2 separate regions of the Rattus norvegicus genome follow, and region 2 is linked to region 1. Evidence: chromatin contacts called from public HiChIP or PLAC-seq data. All regions are on one chromosome and are shown on one strand. Each heading gives the region's core, a stretch centred on a gene start, on an enhancer-like site or on the middle of the called end of the contact. The rest is flanking DNA. Distances are from core to core; before and after follow the strand shown.

What was found. HiChIP or PLAC-seq counts read pairs in DNA pulled down with a chosen protein or histone mark.
Region 2: a contact with region 1 is called in an H3K27ac HiChIP or PLAC-seq map of oligodendrocytes, with 4 times the contacts expected there. The contact joins two enhancer-like sites. A contact is called at or near these places in 1 of 12 Hi-C or Micro-C datasets (psoas muscle) and 1 of 1 datasets of contacts at active chromatin or transcription factors (oligodendrocytes).

What each region holds. Positions count from the first base shown.
Region 1 is chr20:21,529,156-21,534,210 of GRCr8, forward strand. The region is part of intron 2 of Reep3 (receptor accessory protein 3); the gene reads left to right. Among named protein-coding and RNA genes, the nearest start is that of Reep3, 39 kb to the left of the region's middle. Within about 2 kb of position 2,531, at least 38 of the 93 cell types and tissues checked have an H3K27ac peak or open chromatin away from gene starts, as enhancers often do.
Region 2 is chr20:21,658,752-21,663,806 of GRCr8, forward strand. It overlaps LOC102551701 (a long non-coding RNA gene), which reads left to right. Exons shown (of 3, transcript XR_005497633.2): 2 at 2,883-3,084; 3 at 3,791-5,055. Among named protein-coding and RNA genes, the nearest start is that of Reep3, 170 kb to the left of the region's middle. Within about 2 kb of position 3,145, at least 13 of the 93 cell types and tissues checked have an H3K27ac peak or open chromatin away from gene starts, as enhancers often do.

The sequences.
Region 1 (5,055 bases), core at 1,281-3,780:
TGAGATCAAAGGCATGCCCCCCCCCAGCTCCACTTGAAAACGTAACTTTATATGTTTCATCCCCTTAATAACACACTCAGATTTTTATTATTGGGTTATTTGAAAATGTAAGACAATTAAAGATAACATGCTTCTGGAATTTTAATTCTCCCTCACGTGCTAAAAATAGCTTAACCTGCATAAGAGAATCCATTAAATTCAAAACCCCTGTTTTGAAAATACAGTGAGTGATAAAAGAGAACAGATACTGAACTGAGTAGAGGCCAAACCTACTCCATCTTGAGACTGGCCTCCATCTTAAAGAGAAAAGAAAAAAAAAAAAAAAGCCAGAGAACTTGACCTGCAGCAGAACCCAAGCTACACCCATGTACCAGGAAGGACCTCACGGCTTAGCCCTGGCCAGAGTCACTCCCTAGCTACTTCCTAGCAACAGTTAGTCAAAGATTAGTCTGATTGTTTCAGATGAACTTTCAGACGGTTTGCGATTGTATACCGTCTTGCTTTGGAGCACCCACCTGTCAGCTTATAATAGTCATTCAATTTGATGCTTGCCAGGATAGATGCCCCCCTCCCCCACTTCTGTGTCCTATAAACCTTTGTCCTGCTGAGGTTCGAGGCTACGCTGCTTTCCCTTCCCATCCTGCTGTGTCAGGGTTGAGTGGGAAGAGAGCCCAAGCCCATGCTTGTCATAAAAAGACCCTAATGCTGTTACACTGGAAGCGGCTCCTTGGTGGTCTTTTGGGGTTCACGAACACTTCCTGGCACAACAGAACCAGGAAGGAATATAATACACCACTGAAGACCTCAGTCACCCTCCTGTCTAACACCAAGACTCTCAGAAACCAAGGTTGGGGTGCTGCGTGTGTTCCCTCGCCCGAGGCATGAGTGTTTAATTATTCCCCACGAGTTTCAGAGCACCTTCCCATATCACCACGTCGAGTTCCTGCTTGTCCCAGCCACCACGCTATTCTAGACGGAAAGCCACGAAATATTTAATCCCAGACATCCCTAGAGTTCAGAAATGTAGCATGGGTCCACTTGGCTGTGTTCCCTCTGGAGGCTCTAGTCCCGTGGAGGATCTGTCGTTCAGAGCTGGAAGCTACCCACATTCCTTGGCTTCAGGCTCAGTCCCTGTGTCTTTACAGCCAAGAGCTCAGGGCTGAGATTTTTGGATGCTGCCAGCACTGGGCTTTTAGCCTTCTGCCTCCTCCTTTCGCTTGTATGGTCCTTTATGAACGACAGGGCTCACCCCCAAGGTTGTCTGATCCTTGGCCCTAATTCCATCTGCTGCCTTATTTTCTCTTTATCATATAGCCTAATATACTTAATTTTGTAGGAATTAAAACAGGGATCTATGCCCAGGAAAGGAGGCAGCATTCTATCAACTCTAATAATATCCACACTTGAGTGTGCTGTCCATTCACTCGTGAGGACCTCGTAAGTCAGCATGGGTCCACACCAGAGCGCTTGGGTTTCTAATGTTCTGGTCATTCTGTTTGGGCGCACATACCATGCCCAACCCCATTAGTGGTTAAAAGCACAGGTGATGGAAAGGAGAGAAGGCACAGGCTCTCACCGAAGACCTAGGTTCTGGTCCCAGTAGATCATACCCCCGATTCCACTCCAATCGATCCAGTAACGTCTGCTGAACTCCAAGAGCAGCAGGCAGGCATACAGTCCACATCAGACAAAACATTCATACACATAAAATAACATAAATAAAATAGCCAAGTCACTGTGGCCCCCAAAGTGTCATTAATCACAACAATGGCTGGCAGTGAAAGCCGCCTCGCTGTTTATGTGAAGCGAGGAATTAATACAGTGTCCTCGTATTCACCTGAACTTTACCAAATGTAGCCATCCTGTTTAAACTAGTCCTGCCGGGTTTGGCAGACCTGTAGATTCAGTTTGGTTTTTTTTCTGTGGAAGTTTCTCAGCAGTAATAAAACTCGTTACATGTCTGTGTTCCGATCTCAATACTTCTTTATGCTGCCTGATACTGTATCCTTAATGTCTGTCTCCCATCAAAGGAAGGGTTTGGCTGCTTTCATTGTACCTCACTGTACCTTGAACATAGTTGGTATACAGTAATTAGGCAGAACTTTCGAAAAATTAATTTGTAAGACAGAAAAGCTGTAAGATAGAAAAGCTGGCTTCTCCACGTCTGCAGAATGCTACATTGTGCTTGCAAGAGCCAGTGGACCAATCTGTTTCCTCAGCTTGGAGTCTGCAGGGTTAGGGCATGTCCAAGCCCAGTCTCAACACTTATCCCCCAAACCCGGTGTCTTTGTGATATGTAGTCCTGACCTAAATTCTGCTGATATCTATTTCAAAAGCATGTTCTAAAAGCAAACATTTTGGGCTAATTTACTTCTTCCCACCCTAACTACTACCATTCCCCCAAAGCCTGCAAATGGCAGGTTGCACCTGATCAAACAGATGCCGTGTGCAAATCAAAACAAACGGAGAGCCCTGTGTGTTTTGGCAGCGTTCCTTTCTTCCTTTGCCTATTTTTAAAGCAGAGCTTTCCTGGGGTATAATTTCCTGCATGGTGTAGCTGATATGGCCTACTTAGACGCTCAAGGCCTTGCCGTAGTTGAAATGCACGCTTACTGGAGATTTAATGCGGTCTTTGCAACATTCTCCAGGCTGATACATCTTAAGATTGGAAAACACGAGAGCGTTCACTTCCAAATCGTGTGTAATCGCCATAGCTTTTCTAGGGAACCCGTTTTCTTATTCTAAGAATGTCGGAGAGCGCAGCAAGCGCAAGACTTGCTAAGCAGCACTTGAAAGTTAAAGTCAGACATTTGGGCCTGAGACTCATTGTGAGCAGGAACAAAGGGAGGGGCAGGCCTTTGGGAGACGACTTGCTAAAAGGCCCAGAAATGACTCTGAACTTGTGCTGAGTTTGGAACCTGACCTCATTCTTAACTGACTGTGGGAGTGATGGGAATGGACTTCCTAAGGACCAGGGGCCCGCTCCAGAGTGCTTGTCCTTCAGTGACAGCTCAGGCTGTCTAGTAGTTGTAGGGTGGAGGGAGACGTCTTGAAGACCTGTCTTTACTTGTTCCCAGCATCCTCTGCGTGGTAAAGGAGGGGCAGAATTCCACTGACCTACACAAGTGTTCTGGGTACCTCGTGATGGGAACCCAAAGGTTCACCCCAGGGAAAGGATGTAGCAAGTGTCCTGTTAGAATGTTTTCCTAGTGTGGACGAAGCTCTGGATTTGATATGACACTCAGTATAGCAACAACTACAGCCATATTGCGTTTGATTCAAAGATTTCAGTATTGAAAGTGTATTGATAGGGGCTGGGGATTTAGCTCAGTGGTAGAGCGCTTACCTAGGAAGCACAAGGCCCTGGGTTCGGTCCCCAGCTCCGAAAAAAAAGAACCAAAAAAAAAAAAAAAGTGTATTGATTAAGGCGCGTTTTGTTTTCGTTTTTTGCTTTTTAGGAAATTCATTTTTATCAGCCGCATGCTTATCTGTCTGTTTATATTCTGATTGAACACTTGGCAGGGAGGGGAGGCATGGTTAAATGTTGTCCAGCCTAGCCTTAAACTCTGATCCCCCTGCCTCAGTCTCTGGAGCAGCAGGAGCAATAGGCACAGCCTGATCTGCTTTCAGACTGTTGGTGGCTACACAAGGTTCACCTTGTAAACATACTCACTGCTGTGCCTGACAGCCCGAGTCTTTCTGGGAGTCACGTTGTGCAAGGAGAGTGTCTGCTCCCACCAGCTCTCCTCGACCTTCTCCAAGTACACTAGCTTGTGCATGCACACAAACACATACATACAAACACACAGACACAGAGATACTCACAGACAGACAAACACAGAGATACACAGACACACACAGACACAGACAAACACAGATACATACAGACATAAAAACAGAGACACACAAACACACGCAGACATAGACACACAAGCACACAGACACAAACACAGAGACACACAGACACAGAAAGACACTCACAGACAGACAAACAGACATACAGACACACACAGACACAAACACAGAGACACACAGACATAAAAACAGAAACACACAAACACAGAGACACAAGCAGACACAGACACACAAACACACAGACACAAACACAGAGAGACACACAGGTACACAAAGACACTCACAGACAGACAGAGACACACAGACATAAAAACAGAGACACGGGGCTGGGGATTTAGCTCAGTGGTAGAGCGCTTGCCTAGGAAGCGCAAGGCCCTGGGTTCAGTCCCCAGCTCCAAAGACACTCACAGACACACAAACACAGAGACACACACAGATACAGAAAGACAAACAAACACACAGACACAAATACAGAGACATACGTTGACACAAACACAGAGATACACACAGACACACAAACAGACACACACAGACAAACACAAAGACACTCACAGACAAACACACACACACACAGAGTAAATGATTTCATTGTTTTAATAAGATTTTTTTAGATCCTCCCTCTGAAACGTGTGTATTCTAACATCTTTACCCAAATTCTAAATTGGCATGGTGATGGATTGCTGTTGGACCATTTTATTACTCTGCTTCCAAATGCTACGACAATGGTTCTCAACCTGTGGGTGGAGACCCCTTTCACAAGGGCCACATATCTGATATCCCGCATATCAGATACTCACACAAGGATTCACAACAGTAGCAAGATTATAGTTCTGAAGTAACAATGAAAACAGTTTTATGGCTGAGGTGGGGGGTCACCACATGAGGGATTGTGTGAAAGCATTAGGAAGGCCGAGATCCACTTTCCTACAGTATCAAATAAGACACACAATTAGCGTTCACTTGTTAAATATGATTTGATAGAAAATAGGTCTAAAGTAACACATGCTATTTTTTTCAGCCCTTGAAAATTACTTTAAAATTGAGTATTAGCCGCTAGAATGAATATCTTTAGTCATAAGTCTTGGTTTGGGGTTGTTTTGTTTTGTTTTGCTTTGCTCTCGAGACACGGAGTCTCGCTGTGTAATCCTGCTTCTCCTGGAACTCTGTGTAGACCGGGATGGCCTCAGACTCAGAGAAACT
Region 2 (5,055 bases), core at 1,895-4,394, 130 kb after region 1:
GTATTATGCCAACTTGACACAAGTAGAGTCATCCGATAGGAGGGAATTTCTAATGAGGAAATGTCGCCATGAGATCCAGCTGTAGGGGATTTTCTTAATTAGTGATCAGTGGGGGAGGATCCAGTCCATTGCGGGTGGTTCTAACCCTGGGCTGTTAGTCCTGGGTTATAAGAAAGCAGGATGAGCAAGACAGGATGAGCAAATCATTAAGTAACACCCCTCCATGGCCTCCGCATCAGCTCCTGCCTCCAGGTTCCTGCCCTCTGTGAGTTCCTGTCCTGACTTCCTTTGATGATGAACAGTGATGTGGAAGAGTGAGACAAATAAACCCTTTCTTCGATAACTTGCTTTTTGGTGTTTCCTCGCAAAAATAGCAACCCTAACTGTGGGGCTGGAGAGGTGGCTCAGTGGTTAAGAGCACAGGTTGCGGGCTGGAGAGATGGCTCAGGGGTTAAGAGCACCCGACTACTCTTCCAGAGGTCCTGAGTTCAATTCCCAGCAACCACATGGTGGCTCACAACCATCTGTAATGGGATCTGATGCCCTCTTCTGGTGTGTCTGAAGACAGCTACAGTGTACTTATATATAATAAATAAATCTTTAAAAAAAAAAAAAAGAGCACAGGTTGCTCTTCCAGAGGTCCTGAGTTCAATTCCCAGTAGCCGCACTGTGGCTCACAACCATCTGTAATGGGATCTGATGCCCTCTTCTGGTGTGTCTGGAGACAGCTATAGTGTACTCATATATAATAAATAAATAAATCTTTAGGGAAAAATTAAAATACATAAAGACTACCAAACTCTCCTAGAATTTGTCTGTCTGTCTCACACACACACACACACACACTCACACAGGCTTGCATGCGCTCACACTTGCACGCTCACACACATGTGTGTGAGTCTGTGTTATCCTCCCTGTTTTTTTGAGAATGTCCTCTCGCCAGGACCAGGCTTTCTGGCCAGCCAGAACAGTGCTGGAGTCACAGGCAAGGTATATGCAGCTTTTTCTATGGGAGCTGGGAATCTAACTGAGCCCTTCCAGTTTGCTTGGCAAGCCCCGTGACAGCAGAGCTAACCCCCTAGTCTCTGTCTCTTTTGCCTCCTGTACAGAGCAAGTATCTTGGATTTTATCTATTGACATATTGGTTCTGATGACGAAGTTCAAGATGTGCTCTCTATGTGCTTTCAAATGACATTTCAGTGTCTGTCATTAGAAAACCCACAAGTGGGAAGGACCTTCTCTCTCCCCATCTCCCAGGCAAGCCCTGAGAGGATTCTCTGACCTTCCTCTGAAGGAGGTCATGAATTCCTTATCCTGAGAGGTGCTCATCCTGTAATTAGAGAAGAGGAACGTTCTTGTTACCGAAGGTGAGGACAGGGAGTAGAATCCAGACAAACCTGCGTGGCCAAACTCTCAGAAGGTTATCACCGTCTCCTGACAAACCTGTTTGCTAATCATCTCTGTCCCCAGCGCCATTCGCTTCCTCAGACTTGAACATTCACAAACAACCTCACTTCCTTAGATCTGGAAAACTACAACCAGTTTGTGTGCTTTTTTTTCTCTTAACCTGACTTTCCTTGTAGCTTCAGGCCAGGAATAGCAGCGAAGGAGAAAGAGAAATCCTTCCATGGTGAGCTGAATTCCTGGAAGTGGCAGACTGTGAAATGCAGGATGCATTTGCAAGTCTCTGTAATCCCAGCACTCTCCCACAGTGAGGGGTGTTGTACACACAGAGGAACCACCGGGCAGCTGACAGACCTGCTAGCCTGGAGTATACTTCAGAGCAGCGGAAGCAAGAGAGACCACGTGAGCTGTATAGCACACGGTCCCCTTACATAAAACAAATAAATAAAAATAAAAATTTGTCTCTCAGCACCAGCCTCTAATTTTCAAAAAGTTATTTTATGAGCTGGAGTGATAGCTTAGTTTCCAGCACCCATGTCCTGTGGCTTCTGGAACTCCATCCTGCCTTAGGGGACCCTTTAGGGGACCCACTGTGAGCACCAGGCACAGTGTGGAGGCAAACTTACACACACATAAAAAAAAAATACAAATCTTTAAAAATACACCTTTGCTGTGTGGTGGTAACACAGGCCTTTAATCCCAGCACTAGGGAGGCAGAGGCAGGTGGATCTCTGTGTATGAAGCCAGCCTGGTCTACAGATCAAGTTCCAGGACAGCCAGAGCTACACCGAGAGACCCTGCCTCGAATCTAATCCCCCTCCCAATCTATATCTTTTTTTTTGTGGTTTTGACTTAATTTGTTTTTTGAGGGGGGAGGGAAGCTGGCCTAGAACTCACAGGTATCCTCCTGCCTCTGCCTTCCAAATGTTGGGGTCAAAGGCTTGTGCCATAACCACCCTCTAACTTAGTTTTTAAACGATATTTTTTTTTATTATATTCACTGTGCATGTGGAGGGGGCGTCACGTTCATGCCACAGCACGCATGAGGAGGTCAGAGGTCAGAAGTGGGATTCCGGTCTCTCCTTCCACTATGTGGGTACAAGGGATCACACTCAGGTCCCTCAGGCTTGGTGACAAGTGCTTTTACCTACGGGGCCCTCTCTCTGACTTCTCTATATTTTATACTTCTGTCACTGTGGTTAAATTGAAGGGCACAGGATATGCAATTTTCCTATAAACAAGTCAAGATGTGAGAAACTCTCCCTCTGCCGGTGATGCCAGGTTAAGAGCAATCACCAGGTACAGAAGTTCCCGACTTACTGGTTTCTCTGTAACTACATGTTCCCGAGCTGCCACCACGAGAATAATTACAGTATGCAAACACTAAAGTGTTTTTGCTGCTGGGTTATATAATTAACCATTAGCTGCCCCGCTCTCAGGTTTCAAATGTCATCGATGTATTTCTTCCTCATCCACAGCCAGACCGGATGCTTGCCCACTCGGAGACCCCAGTCTCATCTGTCTATAACATCTCCACACTAATACGTGACTTCCAGAGACTCCGGGTGAGGCATTGGAGACCAGCCAGAAGCCCTTTTCAAAGACCTTGACTTTCACGTGACCTTTTCACCCTCGATGGACAGAACAGACGAGTGACTGGCTTCGCTGCAACAGGACAGCGTATGTAGTGGAGGCTCAATTACTGGGAGTCCGCAGCCTGCTGGAGACCTTGGCTGCTGACTCACAGCCCCATTCAGTCTCTGCTTCTGACTCACTCTCTACTCCAGCATAGCCTCTCTAGTCCACTTCTAGTTCAGAAGAGAGCTGGCTGGTTTAAATGAGAAACTTCTCCTGATATGTTTTGTAAAGCACTGTATGGCGCGGTGGGAGGGGACGCCTTAGCCGGCCCATGCCGAAGCATCCCAACCACCCTGAGGTACCAGCCAGTAGAAAAGTATGGCAAGTGGGATTGAGAAGGGGGTAAAGGCAGAGAAAGAGCAGGGGGGAGGCGGAACACATGGAGAGAGGAAGGATGAAGGGGAAGGAGAGGTAGAAGAAGGGGTCAGGAGAGGGAGAGGGGGAGGGGGGAGGGGGAGGAGAGGGGGAGGGGGGAGGGGGAGAGAGGGAGGGAGGGAGAGAGAGAGCATGCTAGGCCTGCCTGGCTGTTGCTAGGTAACTGATGGGCGGAGCCTAGAAAAAGTTCTAACAGGCCAACATCTCACAAGGGCTCTGGCATCTCAACACTTAGTTCCGGGTTGGTGGCGCTGTTTGGGGAGGTCTAAGAAGTGTGGTGTTGCTGGAGACAGTACATCATTGGCTTTGAGGTTCCAAAGGCTTCACACGATTCCCAGTGTGCCCTTCTCTCTGCTTTGTGCTTCTGGTTCAGGACGTGACCTCTCAGCATCCTGGTCCACCCGCATGCCTGCCTGCTGCCTCTTCCCTGCCATTACGGATGCTAATCCTCTGGAACCACAAGACAACATAACAACAAGTCCTCTTCCTTAGGTTGCCTTGGTCATGGTATCCTGTCACAGCGACAGAAAAGTACTGAATATGAGGGACAACCCGATTGTGTGTTTGCGTCGAGCTATCTCAAAGACACGATCCAGTCTACGGATTGACTGACTGCCCTTGTACGTCCGTACCCATGCGAACGAGCACAGCACGATCACAGAAGAACGAGCCTCGGTGAACAGTGAATGCCTTGAGGGAACTGTGGGAGAGGCTCCAGGAGAAAAAGGCTGAGGGCCTTTACCTCAGGGGCATCTTGTTCCCTGGATTGTTCTTGGATGTGATTTTGTGTTTCCTGTGTTAAACATTTACGTTCAATTCATAAGACTTGTTTGTTCTTGTTGGATGTCTGAACATAGCTGTAGAACCCAAATCTGGTCAGTGTACCTTGAATCTGGACATGGCCTTCTGCCTTGCTTCCCTGCTTTCCCGGATCTAGTCTAGTACGTTCTAGGTAATTGTGTTTAAACTGGTCTGTCCTGAGAAAGTTCTGGGGACAGGCTGCTCTGCTAATATTTAGTATGTGCTTACTGGTGTTAATTTGCATGTTTTTCTGAACTCTAACAGCCTTCCTTGAATCCTTCCTTTCTTTTTTATGTTGGGTCTAAAGTACACTGAAAGTAAGGAGGTTACCTACAGTTTCAGACTCTAGTATGCCCCATTCTTTCAGGTCCTCGGATTCCAAGTCCAGCAGACAAGGTCTGCACGAGTTGATGCAAATCATCACGGGATAACCTTTCTTCTGTTTGTTTTGGTTTTGTTGTTTAAGACCCAGTCTCCCATAGTTCAGAGACTTGAACTGAATATACAGCTAAGGACAGTCCCCTTGCCCCTACCTCCCAAGAGCTGGGATTGTAGGTGTGCACCTCCTTCTGGTTTACTCAGCGCTGGGACATTAATCTAGGAAAACGGGCCTGCCAGTCATCATGCACGCTAGGCAAGTTTTATACGGACTGAGCTACCCCCCCACCAGCCCTCGGTATCCATTTTTTTTTTAAACCATCTGGAGAAACAAGTTGGGGAATAAATTACATAGGAATTTGGAAATAAAAAGAATAAATATATGTGCCAGAACCATTTTAATACTGAAGGTTTTTTAAATGTAGCTGACAGCGTTATTAAAATGTATTGCGATGGTTG